Linked DNA regions of Mus musculus: regions 1 and 3 are each linked to region 2. The links are chromatin contacts, called in public Hi-C and Micro-C maps. All regions are on one chromosome and are shown on one strand. Each heading gives the region's core, a stretch centred on a gene start, on an enhancer-like site or on the middle of the called end of the contact. The rest is flanking DNA. Distances are from core to core; before and after follow the strand shown.

Region 1 (3,227 bases), core at 97-2,596, 140 kb after region 2:
TTGGTGCCAGTACAGAGACCTGCAAGGCCATCTCAGTGTCTATGACCTAGAGGGGACTGATGGTCTCCACTAATAGCAAGTAAGGAAAAGACTAAGCACTAAGCCTTTGTTAGGGCGCCTGTTCACAACAGATGCACACTCCATTGGTCCCCTGCTGCCTAGTTCTAGGGCTACGTGAGACTCAGAGTTCCCATGCTAATCAACTCATATAATATCAAAACTCAGAACAATGTCTCAGAGTGAAGTTATCCCAGTGATGCCAACTCCCTTGCATTTATTACTATTTTGTTGTGTTCACTTGGGGTCTCCTGGGGGATCTAGGCTGAATTATTTAGGTTGTACCTGTGGGCCAGTGGTTCTTGTGGGCTTACTTTCTGAGTGTCCACATCACTGTCCCTGTTTTAACAGCATCTCTGTTGTTCCAGCTACTTCTATTTTGTGTTTTCTGATCTCCATTTTGTGATACATGGTATATATTTCTTAATTTCTTAACAGAGGTGTTACTGCTATGGCAACAGAGACATCTCAGCCAATGCATTCCTAGGTTCTTACCACCTACCCAATCTCTCTAAATCATTACTAATTACACAGCCCCAGAAAAGCTTCAAGCCCCTGGCTATACCTAAACAAGAATTAGATTTAATGATGCCATTAGACCCACCCTATCATTGAGGTTCAGTTGATAATGAGTAGAGGCATCAGCTTTAAAGAACGGACAGAACTGGGAAACTTTACAAGCACCAAACCCAAGTGTACTGAGTGCCTGGGGATAAGGCCATGCACAACTTAGCCACTGAGTGTAACTTCACAGAGTTACCCAGTACCTCACCTGAGAATGTGCCCTCTCTAGCCTGTTGGATATCAGCTGTACCATGAACTATCATCAAGAAGACAAAACCATAAAAACTGGATCAGTCAAATCAGCCCCCTTGATCAATAGGTGACAGGCAACACAAAGTCACAGCTCACTATCCAGGAGAGCTGACTGGACAGCCAGGCTCTCCGAATGACTCTCATTCCATTAGATTCAGATGCAAATTGAAGCAATTGAAGTCCAACAACCTTGCCTCACTCAGCTGTGCCAAGGTAGAGCAGAAGAGCACACCAGAGTCAACAGAAGCACGGTAAGAGAGAACAAAGAAAAAAGACCTACTTTGCTTTTTAAGTTCTTCAATTTGCTCTTCTTTTAAATCTAACTGTTCTGTAAGTCTTGATGCTGAATCCAGTGCAGCATTTGCTTCATCCAAACGTTCCTGGGGGAGGAAAGCTTATTAAAAACAGTGTGCAAAGTGTCCTGCCAACTACTGGGCTGGGAGGTGCTTCAGAATCAATCAATAGCTCAGCCAGTGGCGAAGCTGCACCTCAGTGGCCATGGGCAACCTACTGACCTCATAACCCTTTACAATGGATCCATGCCCTTTTACAGAAACTAAATAAAGATGCTATAGGCCAGGCTTGGTGGCGCACGCCTTTACTCCCAGCACTCGGGAGGCAGAGGCAGGCGGATTTCTAAGTTCGAGGCCGGCCTGGTCTACAAAGTGAGTTCCAGGACAGCCAGGGCTATACAGAGAAACCCTGTCTCAAAAAAAAAAAAAAAAGATGCTACTAAAAGATAACAATTTTTTAAGTAACAGTAACAAGATAAACCATTTAAAAGATATATACAGTCAACAAATTCAGTAACAAATGGTTTTGTTCTTTTAAATTTTTGTAAGCTAACACATAAGCAAATCCCCCACTTGTTAAATGAAGCCCACCATCAACAAGAATGCACAGGAACTCTCAGCAGCATCAGGCACATGATCACAAGAACAAGTATGGCCCTGACACTGGTATGGATAACTCAGTGTACTCAGAGCTTGTGTATCTCTACCTCACTGTCTCACCATCAGTTTGTGCAAGTGCCTTATACAAGACAGAAACCCTTTGTTCTCTGGGCAATGAAAATGAGGTCTCAAATTGGTCTACTGGCTACTAGCCTTTTAACCCCTTTGTAGGGACACAGGCTCTCCTTTACTCTTTTTTTTTTTTTTTTTTTTTTTTTTTAAAGATTTATTTATTTATTATATGTAAGTACACTGTAGCTGTCTTCAGACACTCCAGAAGAGGGTGTCAGATCTTGTTACGGATGGTTGTGAGCCCCCATGTGGTTGCTGGGATTTGAACTTTGGACCTTCAGAAGAGCAGTCGGGTGCTCTTACCCACTGAGCCATCTCACCAGCCCTCTCCTTTACTCTTATAGTTTGAGTTTAATGGAGATTAAAATCCACCTTACTTCTAGACTGCACAGATAGTCAAGAGTTTATTGTAAAATATTTTGTTCTCCCTGTTTAAATTTGCAATACAGTATTTCTCAATAAATTACAATTTTTTTTTTTTTTTTTTTTTTTTGGTTTTTTGAGACAGGGTTTCTCTGTATAGCCCTGGCTGTCCTGGAACTCACGTTTATAGACCAGGCTGGCCTCGAACTCAGAAATCCACCTGCCTCTGCCTCCCGAGTGCTGGGATTAAAGGCATGTGCCACCACGTCCAACAATAAATATACTTTTGATAATCCCTAGCCTACTAAATGTCAGAAGAACTACCCTGTCATCGCACCATCAAAACCACTCTCATAGTTGACTGATTTCCAGAGTAGTTGTACTAGTCTGCACTCCCACCAGCAATGGAGAAGTATTCCTTTTGCTCCACATCCTTGCAATCATGTGCTGTCACTTGAAGGGTGTTTTTTTTTTTTTTTGGCCTTGGGCATTCTGATAGAATTTCAGGGTTGTTTTTGATTTACATTTCCCTGATGACTAAGGATGTTGAACTTTTTTTTTTTTAAGTGCTTCCCAGCCATTTGAGATTCCTCTATTGAGAATTCATTTAACTCTGTACCCCATTTTTTAACTGAGTTATTTGGTTTTTTTGAGTCTAACATCTTGAGTTCTTATATATTTTGGATATTAGCCCTCTTTTGGATGTAGGGTTAGTGAGGATTTTTTTCCCAATCTGTAGGTTGCCATTTTGTCCTATTGAATGTCCTTTGCCTTTTCAGTTTTCAGGTCCCATTTGTCAATTGTTGATCTTAGAGCCTGAGCCATTGGAGTTTTGTTCAGGAAAATTTCCCCTGTGCCAATGTATTCAAGGCTATTTCCCACTTTCTCTTCTATATATTCAGTGTATATGGTTTTATGTGGAGGCCCTTGATCCACTTGAACTTGAGCTTTGTATAAAGTGATAAA
Region 2 (3,265 bases), core at 518-3,017:
TAAAATATCATTATTCACAATTTATAAATAGTGCTATTCATTGTGATCAGCTACTTGTTCTCAGTTTCCAAAGTTTGAGAGAAGAAAATGGATTTTAACAAAAAGCTATTCTATGGTCTTTATATTCTTTCCAATTTCACAATAAACTCCCTTCTAATAGCCATTGTTGTCACTGTTCCTAATTTTTCTCAAAATATAGATTCTACACTCACTATTTTCTACTTCTTTATCCTCTATTTACAACTCAAATTAATTCAAGTTTGGCTTCTGCCCTTACTATTTGACTCAAATTACGTATGCTGAAAGCAAAGACCCTCTCCACTAGTTACTAAAGTCAATAGGTACTTTATTTCCTAATCCATTTGACTCATGTCACTTGAACACTTCATTAAAACTCTCCTCTCCTGATTCCTATTTCCACTGTCTTCTAGAATTTCTCTTTTTTCTCAAAGCCTCTTCAGTCTCCTTGGTTGCCTGTACCCATCACTTAAAATATTCATAATTTCTGTGGTCTTTCTCTCTTCTGATTCTGTACCTACTTAAACGGTCTTTTATACCCTTACACAATTTCTGAGTCTAGCTTCAGAAAAACCTATTACCGATAAATCTTGCTGCCAGCTAGACAACACTGCCAGATGTCCTAAAGGAACCTTAACTTGTTTTCTCTCAACCTGAGTTAATTTCTTCATCAATAAGTTCTATTCGTGAATAATTATAATTCAAATGAACCAAAGTTCAAGACCTAGTTAAATTTTTGTGAAGGATAAAAAAGTACTCTCTCCTAGTTATAAGGGCAAAATGTTCACTAGCAATCTGTACTGAAAAACAATTACAAAGGGAATGATAAAAAAACAAATGCCCTCGAATCTCAGACCCAAATACTATTAACTTCCTTCTAGAAATGGTTTTAATCAAGTTGAATATTAAACATGTAGGAAAAAATGGGGGTTGCTGTAGATTCTGTTACGGTAAAAGGGAAGATACAACTCTACCGGTTGCCTACCAAAAAATATTTTAATTACAAAAGCAAAAACTATATGCTCTTCCTTTAAAATATTCTTCCTTTAAAATATCCTTCCTTTAAAATATTCTAAACAAATGTTTGGTTTGGTATCTATCCCACAACTTAACTATTCTATCTCCCTATATTGAAGGAAAATCATAGTAGAGCGTGAGAGAGAAAGAAAAAGCACATATGAGGTAGAAACCATATTGAGAAGTGCAAAAAGAAATGGGAAACTGGCACTTGACACCCTTTCGCAGCTCCAAAGCTTCGCAGGTAAAGTCCCGAGGCTGCTGCCTCGCTCGCCTCTCACAGACCGGAGCGCACCTGAGGCTCGCGAACCCGAGCGGACAGGGGCAGGCTCGGGTCGGCGCCAGGGCGGCCGCGGTCCGGCGTCTCACTGAGGCCACCCGCCCAGCCTCGCGGAGGGAACCGGCCTCCGCACCGCAGGCGTCCGATGGGCTCTCGGGAACAGCCGGCGCACCTACGCCACCGCGAGCCTGGACGGACGGACGGACGCTAAAGAGTCTCAGAGACTGAAAGCACCCGGCTGCGTTGCACCTCGGCCAGAAGCCCGCGGGCAGAGGCCGCTCTCGCACGCGCCCCACAGCCCCCAGAAGCCCGCCCGGAGCGAGAGACACACCTGCGTCGCCGCGGTCTGGCGCTCCTCCCGGCGCCTTCACTCAGGGCTCTCGAGGGGCGGGCGCCCTCGCGGCACCCACCGCCAAGGAGGAGTCCCACCGCTCCGGCTGCCTACCTGTAACTGACACAGCAGCGCTCAGCTCCTCCCAGCACCTCACGCGGCCACGCCCCTTTCCCCGCCCCTCACGGCCCTGTGGGCCCCGGCTCGCTCAGGACCAACAAAACCTCACCACGCCCCTCACCCCGTCAGGTGCCCCTCCTCCACCCCAGAGGTACCGGTCTCCAGGACAGCCCCGGCCCTCCTTGGGGAAGCCGGGTCAACGCTCTTAAGTTGCTACTCCCCCTCCTCTCATGCTTCCCTGCCCTACGGAGAAAACACACAAGCAAGCAAGCAAGCAAGCGCGCACACACACACACACACACACACACACACACACTCATTCACTCACTCACTCACTCACTCACTCACTCACTCACTCACTCACTCAAACAGGTACCCTTCCCCACCACCTCAGAATTCCCGCCTCCCAGGACAGCCCCGCCCCTCCTCGCGTCCGCTCCGCCCCTCAGAGTGGGACTTTCAGCACCTAGAACAATAGTGCTCCAGCTGTCTTGGTTTCTAAGCAGGACCTAGCTTGAAGACCTGGGGCATCCTCACTCCTGAAAGACCAAACCCAACCAGGCAGAACTTGAAGTGTGCTGAGTGAAACAAAAGGAGAAGGAAAGAGGGAAAGCTACTGGCCTGATGAACTCTGAATTTGGCTCCCCTAAAACTCAGTCTTTTTGCTGGAGCTGTCTCTGTACCCTTTTTTCAAAACAGAGAAGTTGGTTTTTTTGTGACTTTTAATGCTTTATAAAACGTTTAATTATAAACTGAAAAGACCTTTCAGTGGTTTTCTTAAAGACAACTGGGATTTGATTCCCAGCGCCCCCGGGGGGGGGGGGGAGGAGACGGGACTCGAAGTTCACAATTATCTATAACTCCAGTTGCAGGGGATCCAGCACCCTCTTCTGGCCTCTGTGAGCAGACTTACACATGAAGGCAAAACACCATGCATGTAAATTAATAACATAAACTAAAATTTTTCAGATTCAGTTCAAGTCTCTTCACTATGGTTGTTTTGTGTCTTCTACTGCCTGTGTCAACTACAAGGCCATGTATCACCCACCCCTTTTTTTTAATTTACATCCCAAATGCTGCTCCCCTTCCCAATCCCTCCCTCATTGAGTCCCTACCCCCATCTCCCCTTCCTTTCTCCTTTAAGAGGATGCTCCCTTTGAGTCTCCCCCACCACCCTGGCACATCAAGTCTCTGCCAGATTAGGAGCATCCTCTCACACTGAGGTCAAACAAGGCATCCTGTCTGCTACATATGGACTTGGAGCCTTGTTCCAGACCTTGTGTGTTCTTTGGTTGGTGGCTCAATCTCTAAGAGCTCCAGGGGTCCAGGTTAGTTGACTCTGTTGGTCATCCTGTGGTGTCCCCTTCCCCTTCAGGGCCTTCAATCCTTCCTAACTCTTCCATAAGTGTTCCCCATCTGCATGCAATATTTGGCTATAGGTATCTGCATCTCTTTTGGTCCATTGCTGGATGAAGCCTGTCCAGTTATACGAGACTCCT
Region 3 (3,386 bases), core at 857-3,356, 190 kb after region 2:
CATAGCTATCAGCCCTTTTCTGCTTTTAAAGTCCCATGGCTCTTTACTGGACACATGAAGGCCTCTTGTTCTCATTGTCCTAAGTCATGAACCTTACCAATCAACAGAAGCCCAAGAAGTAAGACAGGTTTGGGGAGTGATCCAGTTTTCCTTCTAAATATAATGACTTTTTCTATCAAACCATTTTACTCTATTTCCATCCAATACGCACAGCTAATAAATCATGATGAAAAAACAGGAGTTGGGAGTATAATTCAGTGGAGTGTGCTTACCATGCATGAGGCCTTGGGTTCAATCTCTAGCTAGTCTTTCCCACAGATTAAACCAGAACAGTAAGCTGTTCATTTATAAAGAAATAAGACTGTCCTAGCGTGGTGGTACTCACTTGTAATGCCGGCACTGAGAGGCAGGGGCAGGAAGACTGGCAGCTCCAGGACACCCTAATCTACACTGCAAACCTTGACTAAAACTTTAAAAGTATATATTATTATTATTGTATTATGATATGGATGTGTGTCTGTGCACAATTTGGGTGCCTACTGCCTGCTGAGGCCTAAAGGTGACACCCGAGTCTCTGAAAACAGAATGAAGTTGTGAGCTAGCTACCTGCCACTGGGTGCTGGGAATAGAACCTGGGTTCTCTGAGAGGGCAGCCAGTGCTCTTAGAGGCTGGATCTCCTCACTTCCTTGCTTAACAAATGTCAAGAAATCGGAAGAGTAATTAACCTAACCACTGATTACAATCGAATTCTAGGTCACTATTCATTAGGACGGCAAGATGATGACTTCAAAAATAAGGGAAGGAGCCTGGCCAGGTGAATGGGTGAGTAAAGGTGTTTGTCGTTCAAGCAAAGTAAAAGGAATTCCATCCTCAAATTCCACCTAAAGGGGAAAAGAGAACTCCACAATGTTGTCTACTGGCCTCCACACACGGGCGATGAGGTAGACACTCATGCATATGTGCATCATTTACACACACACACACACACACAGAGAGACAGACAGACAGACAGACAGAGACACCACAATATTTTTCAAGTTTTAAAGTGAGTAAAGGTAGGTAAGATTCTCAAAAGATAAAGTTCTCCAAAAGTATGGGAGAATGTGCCATCCTACACAAAACTACGTTTTCAGCTGCAAAGTGTCTTCAAGATGAGCAAAATTAGAAAACAATTGAATAGAAAAACAGCCCTATTCCCCTAACAACGTGCTAAAGCCAGATCAAGTGTTTAATCTTGAGTAATTAATGTTACAAAGTATTTGGGGGGAAGGAGGGCAATTGCCATACTTTAGTTGTCATACTAAAGGAATAGGATCAAAGTGAGATCAGCCCCCAAACTATGGGCGAAGTAAGTAATAGGCATGGGCCACCCAAATAACCCTATTCGGCATAGAAACAGCAGGTCCACTTCGCTGAGCTATCCAGCGTATTCAATGAGGGGAGAGGTCCAGAATTCTCCACCGTGGTCCTGAAGGCTGGAAAAGCGGCTACGGAGGTAAAGGGAGGAGAGCAGAGAAAAAAGCGTGGAGTGACTCCTTCGGGACCCGTCCGCGTCTGCCGACCGACCGGACCCGGAACCAAGTGGATCCCAACCGAGCCCCACCGCCCTCGCTCCAGCTGTTACCTGGCACATCCTCCGTGCCCTCCAACAGCATATCCTTCGTGAAGTTCGAAATCTGGCCAGTGAGGGAAGCCAGGCTGCCCCCTACTTGACCGAGAGACTGGCCCAAGCCGGAGCCGAGGCCCCCGAGCCAGGACGACATCGCTGCGGGTGGACACGTCCTCTCCAAATGTCCCTGGACGCCGAAGCTGGTGCGGATCCAGACGCTGAGGACTCGCAGGACACGGCACTCCCACCAACGGCCGCGTCAGAAAGCCGAGGCCCGGCCTGACGCTTCACCAAGGGTTCGCCGTTGTGGACACCGTGGGCCCCGCGAGGCCTCTGCTCATTCCCACGGCTTCCCGCCGTGCGGCTGCACTACTTCTTTCTCAGCTTTACTGACTTTCCTCAGTTTCGTGGGCCAGTCCTGCCAACTCAACGCCGGCCGCCATGACACTGCCGGGAAAGCGGCAGTGACCATAGAGAAGCTTCGCGATAGCGTAGAAGGGCCGCTGCCAGAGGCGTCCCGGGCGCGAAGGACCGTGGGATCGCGGAGGACCAAGTAAATGGGCCAGCCAGATCCGTGACTTCCGCGTAACCTGCGGAACTTTAGGTGGAGACCGAAAAGGCAGTGGCGGCGGCGGTGGCTCTTCCCACCTGCGCAGCTGCTTTTGTTTGTAAGAGGAAGTAACCCTTGACAGTGCCTTCTGATCCTGTCTACAAGAGCTATTGCATCGCTAGGATTCGATAGGGTCGTCCCACCCCACAGGGAAGCAACCTCAATCCATCTGCATTACTCTATTATCCAGCGTCTGCGGATATAAGAGCATCCGTGCCAGAGGGTTGGAAACGAGGCTACAAAGCTGAAAAAGCGGGTTGCAATTCAAATGTCCAGGCAGAAAACCCTTGTTTTGGTGTTTGTTTTCAGTTACCATGCACTTAAAGGATTGTGGGATCCCATGACCGCCTCTCAAATGATCCCTCTCTGAATAATTTTCACCAGATATCTATTTGAATTTAGGGGTTGCCTCCGAGGGTTTTTCAGCTTCCGTGTCCCAGAACAAGGAATTGGACAGAGACACGTGGCTAGTAGTAAGGAAGACAAGAAAATGAAGAAAAGACACACACCCAAGAGAAGCAGCAGGCCAGAACACTGTCATTGGGGGTGGGGTTGACGAGCTACACTTTCAGCTTGAATGATGGAGAATTTTTGGTGCTGAAGATCAAATCCAGAGACTTGTACAGGCATTGAGGCTTTTCGGCTTAGCCACATCCTCAGCCCTTGTTTGAGATAGGCTCTCCTATAATCCAGGTTGGTTTTGAACTGATGACCCTTCTGCTTCTACCTCATGAGTACTGGATTACAAGAATGTACCATCATGCCCAATACAGTGTTTTTAAGTGTAGTATATATAGTCGTCAAATGATTTAACATGTCTACTGTTAATTCTGGGCACTAGGGAATGTTAGGGAGAAAGTAAAACAGGGTAAGGTAAGGAGAGTATGGGCATGCCACAGTAGGTTGAGCCCTGGGGATGTAGAAAATGGCTGAGGACTCCACAATAAGATAATCTTGCATAGAGACTTGAAATGAGCAAGTGAGAGATACAGCTATGGGGGGGGGGCGCTCCCATATAGCTTATCTAGACAATAAGACATAACTGAGTATAATAAAGTCCCTTTGGCTGGAGGCCCCTGGCAATTTTGAGAATTTATAAGAAGGCAAGGATGGCTTAAGAATGAATTGGGGAATATTTGTAAGTATGGACCCAGAAGGCATGAAGA

The links. A called contact is a pair of places that touch in the nucleus more often than the background predicts.
Region 1: a contact with region 2 is called in a Hi-C map of embryonic stem cells, with 1.7 times the contacts expected there. The contact joins the enhancer-like site here to the promoter of Tc2n in region 2. A contact is called at or near these places in 2 of 39 promoter capture datasets (the HPC-7 cell line and stem cell-derived epiblast-like cells) and 12 of 484 Hi-C or Micro-C datasets (the G1E-ER4 cell line, the HL-1 cell line, the HPC-7 cell line and 5 more).
Region 3: a contact with region 2 is called in a Micro-C map of embryonic stem cells, with 8 times the contacts expected there. The contact joins the promoter of Trip11 here to the promoter of Tc2n in region 2. A contact is called at or near these places in 2 of 484 Hi-C or Micro-C datasets (both in embryonic stem cells) and 1 of 9 other capture datasets (pancreatic islet).

What each region holds. Positions count from the first base shown.
Region 1 is chr12:101,861,440-101,864,666 of GRCm38.p6, forward strand. It overlaps Trip11 (thyroid hormone receptor interactor 11), which reads right to left. Exons shown (of 21, transcript NM_028446.1): 16 at 1,154-1,253. Among named protein-coding and RNA genes, the nearest start is that of Fbln5, 44 kb to the left of the region's middle. Within about 2 kb of position 1,347, at least 6 of the 459 cell types and tissues checked have an H3K27ac peak or open chromatin away from gene starts, as enhancers often do. A contact at or near this core is called in embryonic stem cells, where this site is marked.
Region 2 is chr12:101,716,756-101,720,020 of GRCm38.p6, forward strand. It overlaps Tc2n (tandem C2 domains, nuclear), which reads right to left and starts at 1,768. Exons shown (of 12, transcript NM_001082976.2): 1 at 1,647-1,768.
Region 3 is chr12:101,911,065-101,914,450 of GRCm38.p6, forward strand. Trip11 (thyroid hormone receptor interactor 11) reads right to left here and starts at 2,107. Exons shown (of 21, transcript NM_028446.1): 1 at 1,626-2,107. The coding sequence starts at 1,764. Gm20036 (predicted gene, 20036) reads left to right here and starts at 1,603. Exons shown (of 2, transcript NR_152255.1): 1 at 1,603-2,913.